Linked DNA regions of Zea mays: region 1 is linked to region 2. A link is a contact called in public Hi-C data. All regions are on one chromosome and are shown on one strand. The core of a region is the stretch at or near the end of the contact, and the rest is flanking DNA. Distances in the headings are between cores, read along the strand shown. Region 1 holds the start of LOC100279507. Region 2 holds the start of LOC100192999 (exocyst complex component EXO84C).

The links. Hi-C and Micro-C count contacts between places; a contact is called where the count stands out from the background.
Region 1: a Hi-C map of leaf shows a contact between it and region 2, with 5 times the contacts expected there. The contact joins the promoter of LOC100279507 here to the promoter of LOC100192999 in region 2. A contact is called at or near these places in 5 of 25 Hi-C or Micro-C datasets (ear, endosperm, leaf and 2 more).

What each region holds. Positions count from the first base shown.
Region 1 is chr7:167,750,015-167,755,493 of Zm-B73-REFERENCE-NAM-5.0, reverse strand. LOC100279507 reads right to left here and starts at 1,443. Exons shown (of 2, transcript NM_001152507.1): 1 at 1,351-1,443; 2 at 1-1,086. The coding sequence starts at 1,080.
Region 2 is chr7:167,541,286-167,546,951 of Zm-B73-REFERENCE-NAM-5.0, reverse strand. LOC100192999 (exocyst complex component EXO84C) reads left to right here and starts at 4,166. Exons shown (of 7, transcript NM_001309864.1): 1 at 4,166-4,543; 2 at 5,072-5,166; 3 at 5,345-5,666. The coding sequence starts at 4,439.

The DNA of each region.
Region 1 (5,479 bases), core at 194-2,693, 210 kb before region 2:
AATGGATGAAGAGGCACGGGGAGACAGCAGACCTGCACCACTATTGTGAGGCACATGGCGGAGCTCATCTTCATCGTGGGCGAAGAAGCAGATGCGGCGGGCACAAGCTGCGCCCTCCTTGCAGAGCCTTGTGCGGTACTGCGACGGGTGGAGCCAGCTCTCGAAAACACCATGGGAGAACTCGCAGCTATCACCGCTGGGGCAGCCACCAGGGCGGCGGAAGTTGGGGCAGGGCACCGCCGTGTATGGGTGCTTGCGAGGATCCCGGCGGCGGGCGTTCTCGCCAGGGTGCACGAACGGACACTCTGTCCAGTCATGCGAGTAGGCTCTGGAGCATGGCCGCACCTTGAACGCGAACATGCGGAACTCGTCGGAGGCATACACGCGGCTCTTGATGTCGGGCAGCGTCGGATCCACCGGGTACTCCTTCTTGGCACGGTCGACGGTAATCGGAGACAACGAAGACGACCGCGAGGACGGCGACCTGTTGCTCTCATCCGGCGAGGACGAGAGCGGCGGGGACGACGAGAGCGATGGCACCGAGGTCGCGACAGCGAGCCCTCGGCGGCGGCCAAGGAGCATCTCCAGATCGCCCAAGGCGTCGGGCGAAGCAGGTGGAGACAAGATGACGTCGGCAGGCAAGCGACCGGCGGAGTCGGGAGTTACCGGGTCGGCGCCGGCACCCAGGAGCAGCTTGACGACGGCCACAGCGTTCCGCGAGCCGCCGGAGGCGGCGCAGTGAAGCGGAGTGGCGCCGTCGACGCCGGGGCGCCGGTTGACGTCGACACAACCAAGGGCGAGCAGAAGCGACACCACCTCCACGCTGCCGTAAGTCGCGGCGACCATCAGCGGCGTGCGCGGCTCATACGCCTTGCTTCGGCCGTACCACATCCCCACTCCGTCCGCCAGCTCCGCCGTGTCGCCCTCGCCGCCTCCCCCCGCGAGCGCCTCGCGGAAACCCGCGACGTCGTCGGCCGCCGCGAGCTCCAGCAGAGCCGCCAGCCTGTCCCGCTGGCCGCCGGCGGCGAGATGCGAACGCGCCGCCTCGCCCGCACCCGCGAGATCAGCAAGGTCGCCCATCGCTCACTGCACACGGCAATAGTTCAGCGCATCTGCAACCACGGAGATTCAGCAAGAGGGGGATATATTATTTGTGCATAAACTTCGAGAAACGAGATCAAGAAACCATACGAGGAAAGCATGAAAATGGAAAGGAGGAGAAACCAGCTCCAAGAATTGAAGTGCCTCTCCTTGGAAAGATTATCCAATCCGGCTAGAACCGAGAGCAATCTCGCGATTCATAGGCCGGATCGACGCGAGGAAGGAAAGCAATTAGTGAGCAGTATTTACCTGCCCGCGGTTATCCCGTCCTAATCCAATCGAATCCAGCGGGATCCAACGGCCTCCTCTCCTTCCTCGCGAAGGTCGACGCCGGCAGCCGCCCCCCGTCCAGAGAAGAGAAGCCGAGGCTGAGTTTGGGGAACGGCAGTGGGAGAGGAGAGAGAGAAAGATAGAGAGAGGCGACAAAGCACGGATGGGAGGACTCGCAGTTTACTGGCGGTGGTGAGATGGAGTTAACTTGTCTTATTCCTCGGGCACCACGTCCTGCTTCGTCAAGTCCGCTACCTTAAAGCACTCACCGACAGGTGGGTCGCGTAGTTCTGTAGGGCCGCTTGTCATCCAGATTGTTTAACAGGTGTATGTGCGCGGGCTGGTCCAAGATTTATGCAGAAGAATTTACTGCGTGTGGGGCCCGCGCGAGATTGAAACAGTCGGATGCGGGGCGCGGTTCTGGCTGCTCGCGTAGCGGTGGGGTCCGGGGGTGGCTGCCGCTGCTCGCCCGCCACGTGCCGCGCTGGAGACTCATCCGACCGTCGGCTGGCCACACGGACGGCCAGGGACCGTTGGGGCAGGTGGTGGACGGGAGATTCGGCGCCGAAAGCCTCGGTTGCATCTCCGTCGCGGTACAGAGAGGTCGGCGCGTTGAGAGGTCGTCGGTGGCTAGCCTGGACTTGGGTCTGTGGACCGCTCTTTGATGCGCACGAATGTGACAAAAGTGGCCGTGCCCCGGAGCACGGTGGGCGCGGTCCATGGTGAGAGGGCGGACGCGTCGGGTTCTCGAGTGGGCCGCAGAGGTGAATTGGATGCGGGGTTGGTGAGGTCCGGGAGCGGGGTAAGGGTGACAGCGGGCCCCTCGGCAGAGCCGAGGACAGCGGTCAATTCTCGCGTCTGGGCTGGGGCGGGGTGGGGTGGAAGTGGGACATAAATTTTATTTTTAAAATATTCGTATTTATACTTATTTCTTAGTTTGATCTCCTAATCTAGGGTTAAACCTGTGGATCAATATTAAAGGCTAGTTTGGAAATTATATTTTTCTATGGTATTTTTATTTTTCTAAGAAAATTAGTTATTTTTTCTTTTAAAAATAGAAATCTCTTAAAAAATGGTGTTCTCAAACTAGCCCTTAAAAAATAATGTGTCTCCATGTCACTAGCCATAGCATATTAGCATCGAGGTTGGAGTCTTGGAGATGTCGATAACGAGAATGATTGAACTGGATCTTACGTGTCGGAGTTATAAATTAGAGCAAGTATAATAGGATGGTTTGTTATGATATATTTTTTTGCTAAATTCAAGAAGAGAAAATAGAAGAAAGAAAAGAAGCGAGCTGCTAAGACTATTTACGGTCCAAAGTAACATATTCCAATATTTAAAAAATATCACACACATGAAAATATAACAGTTAGAAAGGTACACCCTCTACTTTCTACAATACAATGTCATACTTATATGTTTAAACTAGTTAATTAGTATGATGCCGTGCTATGACAATGAACCTAAACTTATTTTTTGTGCCATAAGCTAAGATATCGTACCAAAACAATCATTTTTAAGATACAACTTTTCCCCTCATATTAAACGTCTTGCCACATCAAAAAAACATGTGGTATCTCGTTAATGAGCGCGATACCCCATTGGGAATAGCCTAATTATCAGTCGACGAGGAGCCGACCATACACATAAATTCAAAAACATGTTCTGAGAGAATGGGGTGGTAGAAATGGGTCTAGTAATAAATATTCAACATTCTTACAGCTAAAAAATAGTCAACCTATTATATGTGGTGGCTATATAGTTAGCTCTCTATATATTAATAAGTTAATAACTTTGTAGCCGAGAGGTGGCTAAACTATTAGTGCTGAGATCCGCTCTCCGTTGTGGTCTATGACTCTTGAGTTTGGCACCCTGATTACTTATACTGTCGAGCCATCAACCCTAAGCTCCACTTTTTGTGTAGGCCACCCTCATTTTATATATCCACTCTTTCTTTTCTTTTCGTATGGATATCATGGTTAGGGCAAGAAATAGGCCGAGTCGAGCTTGGCTGGATCGGTGGGTGACCGAGCTCGCCTCGCCTCGCCTCACCCACAACACGAGCTCAAGGATGAAGCTCGACTCGACTCAAAGTTGGCTCACGAGCTAGCTTAGCTCGGCTCACAGTCACACCTTAGTGAATATAATTGCATTATATATTAAATTAATATTATTTAAATATGAAATATAGAATCGCTATTGAATATTATGAGCAATTTAAAATTTAAATTGTCATATATCCATTATTAAAGACTAAGAAATGAACTGATAATCCATTATGACTCTACAAACTGATAAATTCAGTATAGTTGGCGTAGCTCGTGAGCCAGAACGGTTCAGCTTGGCTCGGCTCGCTTCACTAACGACTCCAAAAATCAAGCTCGGCTCGAATCGCTGAGGCTCGTGAGGTGCTCCGAGCCGAGCTGCTCTGATCTCGAGTTGGCTCGCGAGTCTCGAGCTTATTTTCCAGCCCTAGTCATGGTGCGGGGTAAAGATGGTTCGAGCAGGGGGGCTCAAGGAGTTTCTCGAAATGGTTAGTGGCCTCCTCAGTTGGGGCCTCATTCCCTTCTGGTCTGTCGTAGCTACCATCATTTCGAATTGTTGTCGCTGGTCTTGTCGGTGTTTTGGGTCCGACCGCACACCCGGGGTTGTCCCTCAAGGTGTTTTTAGGAGTAGGACGGCGTCAACGACTGTAGCAAAATGGTTCGTGCTAGATGCACGAGGGACGGTGGACAATGTTTGCAGGTTCGGGCCGCTTGGAGATGTGTAACACCCTACGTCCTGGTGAGTATGCTTGATGGACAAGGTTACAAGAGAGCTCTCTGAATTGAGAATGCAGAGAGTTGATGTAAGTAGCTAAGTAATAGGGTCGATCGTTCTGAAGGGGTGCCCCCTAGGCCTTATATACTCGACCGAGGGGCAATACATGTGGATATGATAACAATGTGTAGCTAAAATATAGTGAACCGCTTGAGTTTATCTCCCTGTAGCCCTGTCGACTTATCCCCGCATGGCTCCGCTGCATGGGGGCTCCAACGCGGGAAAGTCGGATCTCTGTTGTGGTCACTCGCTCGACGTTGTGGGTCGTCCGGGTTTGCACCAATCCGGCCTCATGTCGATCTGCTTTGCTGGTTGTCTCTCCCCAGGCCCACGAAAGAATGACCTTACGATTTATCGGGCCCTTGGGCCTTTCGTGAGGTCTTTTACTCTTTTAGTGGACCCGGGGGATATCTATCCCCCATAAGCCCCCGATCTTTGGGTTAATTTAGAGGTAATTAGCCCAAAGATCCTAGGTCCAGCTTGCAGGTGATTTGAAGAAAATGACTTCTTATTGTCTCCTCCTGCTTTGATCACTCGTAGACTGAAGCTTTGTTTCGTGCTTGTGCCTTAGAGGTCGGCATTTCAATTTGTAGGATTCTGAATTTCATTGGGTGCACCGGAGGTGCACCCAATGGGTGTAGCCCCCGAGCTTCGAGTAGATTTTAGAAAATAATCTACTCGAAGGTCTTCCCCAGAAATTATTTCCATTTGTGCTCCTGCGTTTTGGTTGAGGGCCGGCCTTTTAATCTTGTCCCACGCCTTAGAAGTCGGCACTATCTTGGCTTGGAATGATAATCCATAGGGTGCACCGGAGGTGCACCCAATGGGTGTAGCCCCCGACCTTCAAATGGATTTTTGAGGATAATCCATTTGAAGGTCTTCCTTTTGTGTCTCTTTGCTGAAAATTATCCTTTCTTTTTGTAAAAATTGGCATGAATCTATCCACATTATACTTTGGAGGTCAGCATTATGTCATCAATATTATGCTTCAGAGGTCAGCATGTATTTTGTCTTTAGCAGCCGAGTTCGCAATCCATCCATATCTTGCTAGGTAGTGCAATTTATTTGCTCTGTGACTGATTGGACGTTTGACGGACGTTCTCTGTCTAGTCTTCACGTCGCTTCTGTCGGTCATATTTTGTACTTCACTGGCTATATTTGGCTTTCCTCTGATCCTTACTGGTATCTCATTTTTGTCTTGAGGTATTCACTGCGTGCCCTGTACAGATGTGACCGTTTTGAAAAATATACCGATAATTCCTGGACGTCCCCCCTAATGGGTGTG
Region 2 (5,666 bases), core at 2,917-5,416:
TCACACCGATATCTCCCTGGACAATATCCTAAAGCCGGCTGTTGAAAATCTGACGGCCGATGAGCAACAGCAATACGAGGACTACATGCGTCAAGCGAGGGAGAGATTCTTATCACAATACACGATGGATCGCCACCAGAAAGTTGTCAAACATGGAGAGACCGACGTCGCATCTCTTCTATCTTCGCTTCAAGTCCCCAACGTAAGTAAACCCGACGACATCCAATTTATTAAACAGTATGTAGATCAGCAGCAGGATCAAATGAAACAACAGATTGTAGGGTTAGAAGAGTCAATTAGAAAATTAACGCGTACGTTGGAGAAGTCTGTTGCTCCTAGTTTTCCATCATATGAGACTAGTAACAGGATATCTATGTCTAATACATTGGCAACAAATGGGGATTTGCAGCCCCAGCCATTATATGGTATGCCGATGAACTCATATACAGGACAAGTACCACCACCGCCATCCCTGCTTGGTAGATCGGCACCCATGAACACGGTCGGACCGTCCGAGCTTCTGTCCGGACCGTCCGGCCCATATGTAGACCGTCCGGCTTGCTCTGCCGGACAGTCTGGGGCCGCCCTAGGACCACCGCCGTCCCTGCTTGGCAGACCGGTGACCCTGGACGCGGTCGGACCGTCTGAGCTTCTGCCCGGACCGTCCGGCCCTTACGCGGACCGTCCGGCTTTCCCTGCCGGACAGTCCGGGCCCGCACCAGGACTACCACATGGCGTCCCGATAATGGCGAACGCAACCGGTCAGTTCGGATTTACCACCGGGCAAGCTGGATATGCATACGCAGAACCTGTTGTTGCACACCATGCACCAAATTATTACACACCACGGCAGCAGTATGTTTCGCCCTCTACATATTTAAACCATAACGTACCATACAACCACAGACCGATCAACACTATCGATCGGTCACGGCAAGAAGGTCGGTATACTAATACCCGACCAAATGAGCCCCACAGCCCAGGATCCGGTGGTCTGCCACCGGGTGCAATGGAAAAAATTAGGGAAGAGATGACTGAACTATTTCGAGATAAGTTCGGAGTTAGTGTAGCCAGAGTAGGGCAATCATACCAAAAGCCGTATAATCACCGGTTTGACACTGTCCCGTATCCACAAGGGGCAAGGATACCAGAATTTTCCAAGTTTTCTGGTGAGAATGGGAGGAGCACACACGAACACATAGGCCAGTTCCTAGCACACCTAGGTGAATTGGCCGATGGAGAAGCATTTCGTGTTCGGTTATTTTCTCTATCCCTTACTGGTACCGCTTTTGCATGGTACGCCGCCCTGCCTCCTAATTCCATTAATTCCTGGAATGAGTTAGAAAGTAAATTTCATGAACATTTCTTTGCCGGGGAATATGAATTAGGACTAGCTGACTTAGCTTCAGTTCGACAAGGACGCGAAGAATCGGTTAATGATTATATCCGGAGGTTCCGGGACACTAGAAACCGATGCTTTCGGATCCATGTCGCAGACAAAGAGCTAGCAGGGTTAGCTTTTAATGGGTTGCTATCCTACTTAAGAGACAAATTAGATGGGACCTAGTTCTTTTCGATAGCCCAGCTACATCAGCGGGCTTTAGCCTGTGAAAGCCGATTTAAAGAGACATCAAAATCGGTCGCCCGTACTGTACATCTAATAGAGCATGATAGTTCAGATGATGAATCCGCAGATGTATATACCGCTGAGTTTATTTGGCCAACAAAGGCCAAATCTTCAGCATGTTCTTCCTTACAGCCGGTTCAAAAGAATCGACAAGAAGAGATTAAATTTATCTTTAATGTTGCCAAATGCGATAAGATATTTGATGAGCTACTTAAAAATGGCAACATTAAATTAACTCATACTATCCCTCCTATAGATGAATTAAAGAGACGTGCTTATTGTAAGTGGCATAATTCTTTTTCTCATGCCACCAATGACTGTAATGTTTTTCGTCGACAGGTACAATCGGCCATAAATAAGGGCCGATTGGCTTTTCAGGAAATGCAAGTGGACACACAACCATTTCCTGTTAATACAATAGATATCGCATGCAAAAAGATCTTAGTTCGGCCCGAAATGGCCGATAAAGGCAAAAGCAAAGACATCATCATTGGTAGTCCTCGCACGTCGAATATATCACAAAAGGAGATTGTTCGAAAGGCTCCGGATGATAAGGCTAAAAAGTCCGGAGGCACCGGGGGGCAGGCACAATTAATGAGTCAAGCACGACAGCCGTCCTGAGCATCACGGATGATCTGGCACCTACGTGCGGACGGTCCGGTGTTCAGATAGACGGTTCGGCTAACTCTGCCGGACAGTCCGCCTATGCCCAAAGGTGTCAGCCTCCACACAAAACCTTAAAGGGAAGGAGACACAACGGCGAAGCACAAATGGTCGGCTGATCAAAGCTGACTCTACTGTTGATCAGTTGCTCTCCAAGAATACTAGCGAGAAGACCGTTCTACGTGATCGGTCAACGAAGAAACCTCGGTCACCTACTAAAACGAAACGGGTAAACAAAACGGCCCGAAAGGCGACACAACAAGCATCACCTATTCATCCTATGAGACCAGGGTACTTTCCACCCGTTTACTCATTGTCAGTATATTATCCTGTTCAAACATGGAATAGTACGATGATGAATCCATGGTACATGTATAGTCCCTTTGTCTATCCATACTGGGGGGCACCTCCATTCTATTCCTTTTGATTCAGTGATCAAACGGTCATGGCCGAGAAAGATAAAATCTAAAACGGCCGTTATACATTGATGCTTTATTAAATGATCTCAATATTGAAAAGCCGGTGACTTACATCAGGTTTAGTTCATATGCTTTTGGTTCGTCAACCTTCACCAAAAGGCAGGGGGCATATGTTGGACACCAAATGTGTCTCGCGGACGGTCCGGCCCTGAGGCCGGACGGTCCGCGGTCCGGACTGTCCGCGGTGGTGGCGCGGACGGTCCGCGCGTGCGCAGAATCAGTTAGGGTTCCTAGTTTCTCGCGGGATTGGTTACCTAAAACCACGGGATTAACTCGGAAATCAGTTGGAAGCGGATCCAGACCTCCCCCTTTATATAGATGAAGGGCTACGACCGATTGAACCCCCAACGATCGAACCAATATCACTTCTATTTCGCATTTATTTCCAGCACAATTAGGAGTAGTTCTAGTCTAGTTCTAGTTTAGCCTCTCGATCCCCAAATTCTTCGCCTCTCTTCGACTCTACGCCGATTAGAGGAGTCTAGGTCGGCCGGCCCGAGCCTAGACACCACCTAGGATCTCTCCTCCCCGACGGGGTCCCTCCCGGGAGCGAGATGCAGGCGCCGCCGGCGACCTTCGCCGCCCCCTGCGCACGTGCGGACCGTCTGGCCCCAGGGCGCGGACCGTCCGGCCGTCAGGCAGGGAACCTTTGCCCCTGCTCCAGGTCGCGGACCGTCCGGCCCTGTGCCGCGGACCGTCCGCGCCTGACCAGAGAGCACCGCCGCCGGTTCTTGTTGAGTGATTGGCGTTCCGAAAAGGCGTCAACAAGTTTAGTCTCTACTTTATTTGGTTCTATAGACTAAAACTATTCAAAACACATTAAATGAATCATAAGAGGACTAAAATACCTCTTAGCATTCTCCCTGCAACTGAAATAAACAAGGGGCAAAAAGTGAAATTTATATTATTTAGTCTCTTTTAGTCACCACTTGAGAGACTAGAGACTAAAACAATTTAGGGCGTGTTTGAATGTACTAGAGCTAATAGTTAGTTGGCTAAAAATTTGCTAGTAAAATTAACTAGCTAACAAATAGCTAGATAACTAGTAGCTAATTTACTAAAAACAGCTAATGACTGAAATATTAGCTAGGGTGTTTGATGTCAATAGCTAATTTTAGCCACTAACTATTAGCTCTAGTGTATTTAAACACTCATTTATTTTCATTGTTTGACAATTTAGAGACTAAAATGGAGGGACCAATCTTTAGTCCCTCAAACCAAACGAAGCCTTAATACTTTTGATACTTTTAGTTTCTCAAGCCAAATAAGATAATCACTCAACTAAATTTTAGTCTTTGGATTAAAGTAATCAAACGAGTCCTAAAATTTAACCGAACATGACCTATTTTGCAGGGATGGGCGGTGGAAGTCGAGAAGAACACAAGGTGACTGCTTCTGACGCCGAGACGTCGACGACTCGACGCCCCACAGTTTCTCACCTATCGCAGGACCAGGGCACGCGAAGCCAGAAAACCCCATACACGGTAGCCGTCCGGTCGCTGCCGGTGGGTGGCTACCCGTAACGGCACTCCACTCCACTTCCGCTCCCACTCCACCGCCGCCTCCTTCGTCCTCTCGTCATTCGCTCCCGGCACGCTGTACGCCGAGAAATCTCTCCTTCCCAGCTTCTGTCCTGTGGGAGGCTTCTGAGATCGCGCGGAGGTGCGGAATGGAGAGCAGCAGCGGGGAGGAGCTGGAGGAGGAGTTCCCGGGCCACGAGTGGATCACCCCGCAGTCCTCCATCAACGCCGCCTACCAGTCTCAGACCGAGAAGGTTCGATTTCTGCTTCCTTGCCTTGCTCCGCGCTTCAGCTGTTTTCCTACATTCCGGCCAGCATACAGCGGGGAATTTCACCTGCTACCATTCCTGGCTAGTTCCTGCTTCTTTTGTCGCTGTGCGTCAGGGCCTGCTTGGGCTTGAAATTACGCAATTTTGGATCTAGACTCGTTACAATGGTGTTATGATGGGTAATTTCGCGTTGGGAGAGGAATGTATCTATCTGTTATTCTTGAATCCCATGTTTTTCCCCTCCGTAACACAGCATGTTCTCACCGAGCCTCGACGCATCAAAACTAGAAGCATAACCAAACAAAAGCATATCACCTTCTTCTACCAAAAACTGCAAGTAAAATCTGGCTAACTTGTCATTCTTTTTTATTGAGATGAAGCAAAGGGTTTAGTGCTGCTTGCATCTTTGTCTGCCGGGATTGGTACAGAGAAGGGCTCTGGTGGTTTCCAGTGCGAAATGTTTCTCATTGGTGTGGTGATGGCACTCATCGATCGTGGTTGTTGTGCTTGCAGGGTATCAGGAAAATTTGCTCCGATTTGTTGGAGTTGAAGGATGCTATTGAAAACCTGTCTGCAAATAGGCAGTCAAAGTTCCTGGCTTTTCTCAGGTAATCACGAAATTAATGGCTATTTTTTCCTGCTCTAAAAATAAACGAAACAAATTAAAATTCAGAATTTAATATGTTTCCTTTGCTCATACTTGAAAACTCCCTTCTCTGTACTCATTTTCTCTCTTTTTGAAACTACTTCTCTCTTATGTTTTTCTCCTTTTCACTATTTGCACAGAATTTCTGAGGAGGTTGTTGAAGCAGAACAAGAGTTAATTGAGCTACAAAAGCATGTGTCTTCCCAAGGAATTCTTGTGCAGGATCTAATGAGTGGTGTGTGTCGTGAGCTCGACATTTGGCACAAATCTAGCAAGGAAGAAGATGCAACAAAAAAAGACTCTGAAACTGAACTTGATGAAATTTTGTCTGATGATACCCAGGATCCCAGAACTATTTTTCTAGATAAGTTAGACGTTTTGCTTGCAGAGCACAAAATGGAGGAGGCTGTTCTTGCTTTGGAAGCTGAAGAGAAGAAATATTTAGTTGCAGATGAATCTGGT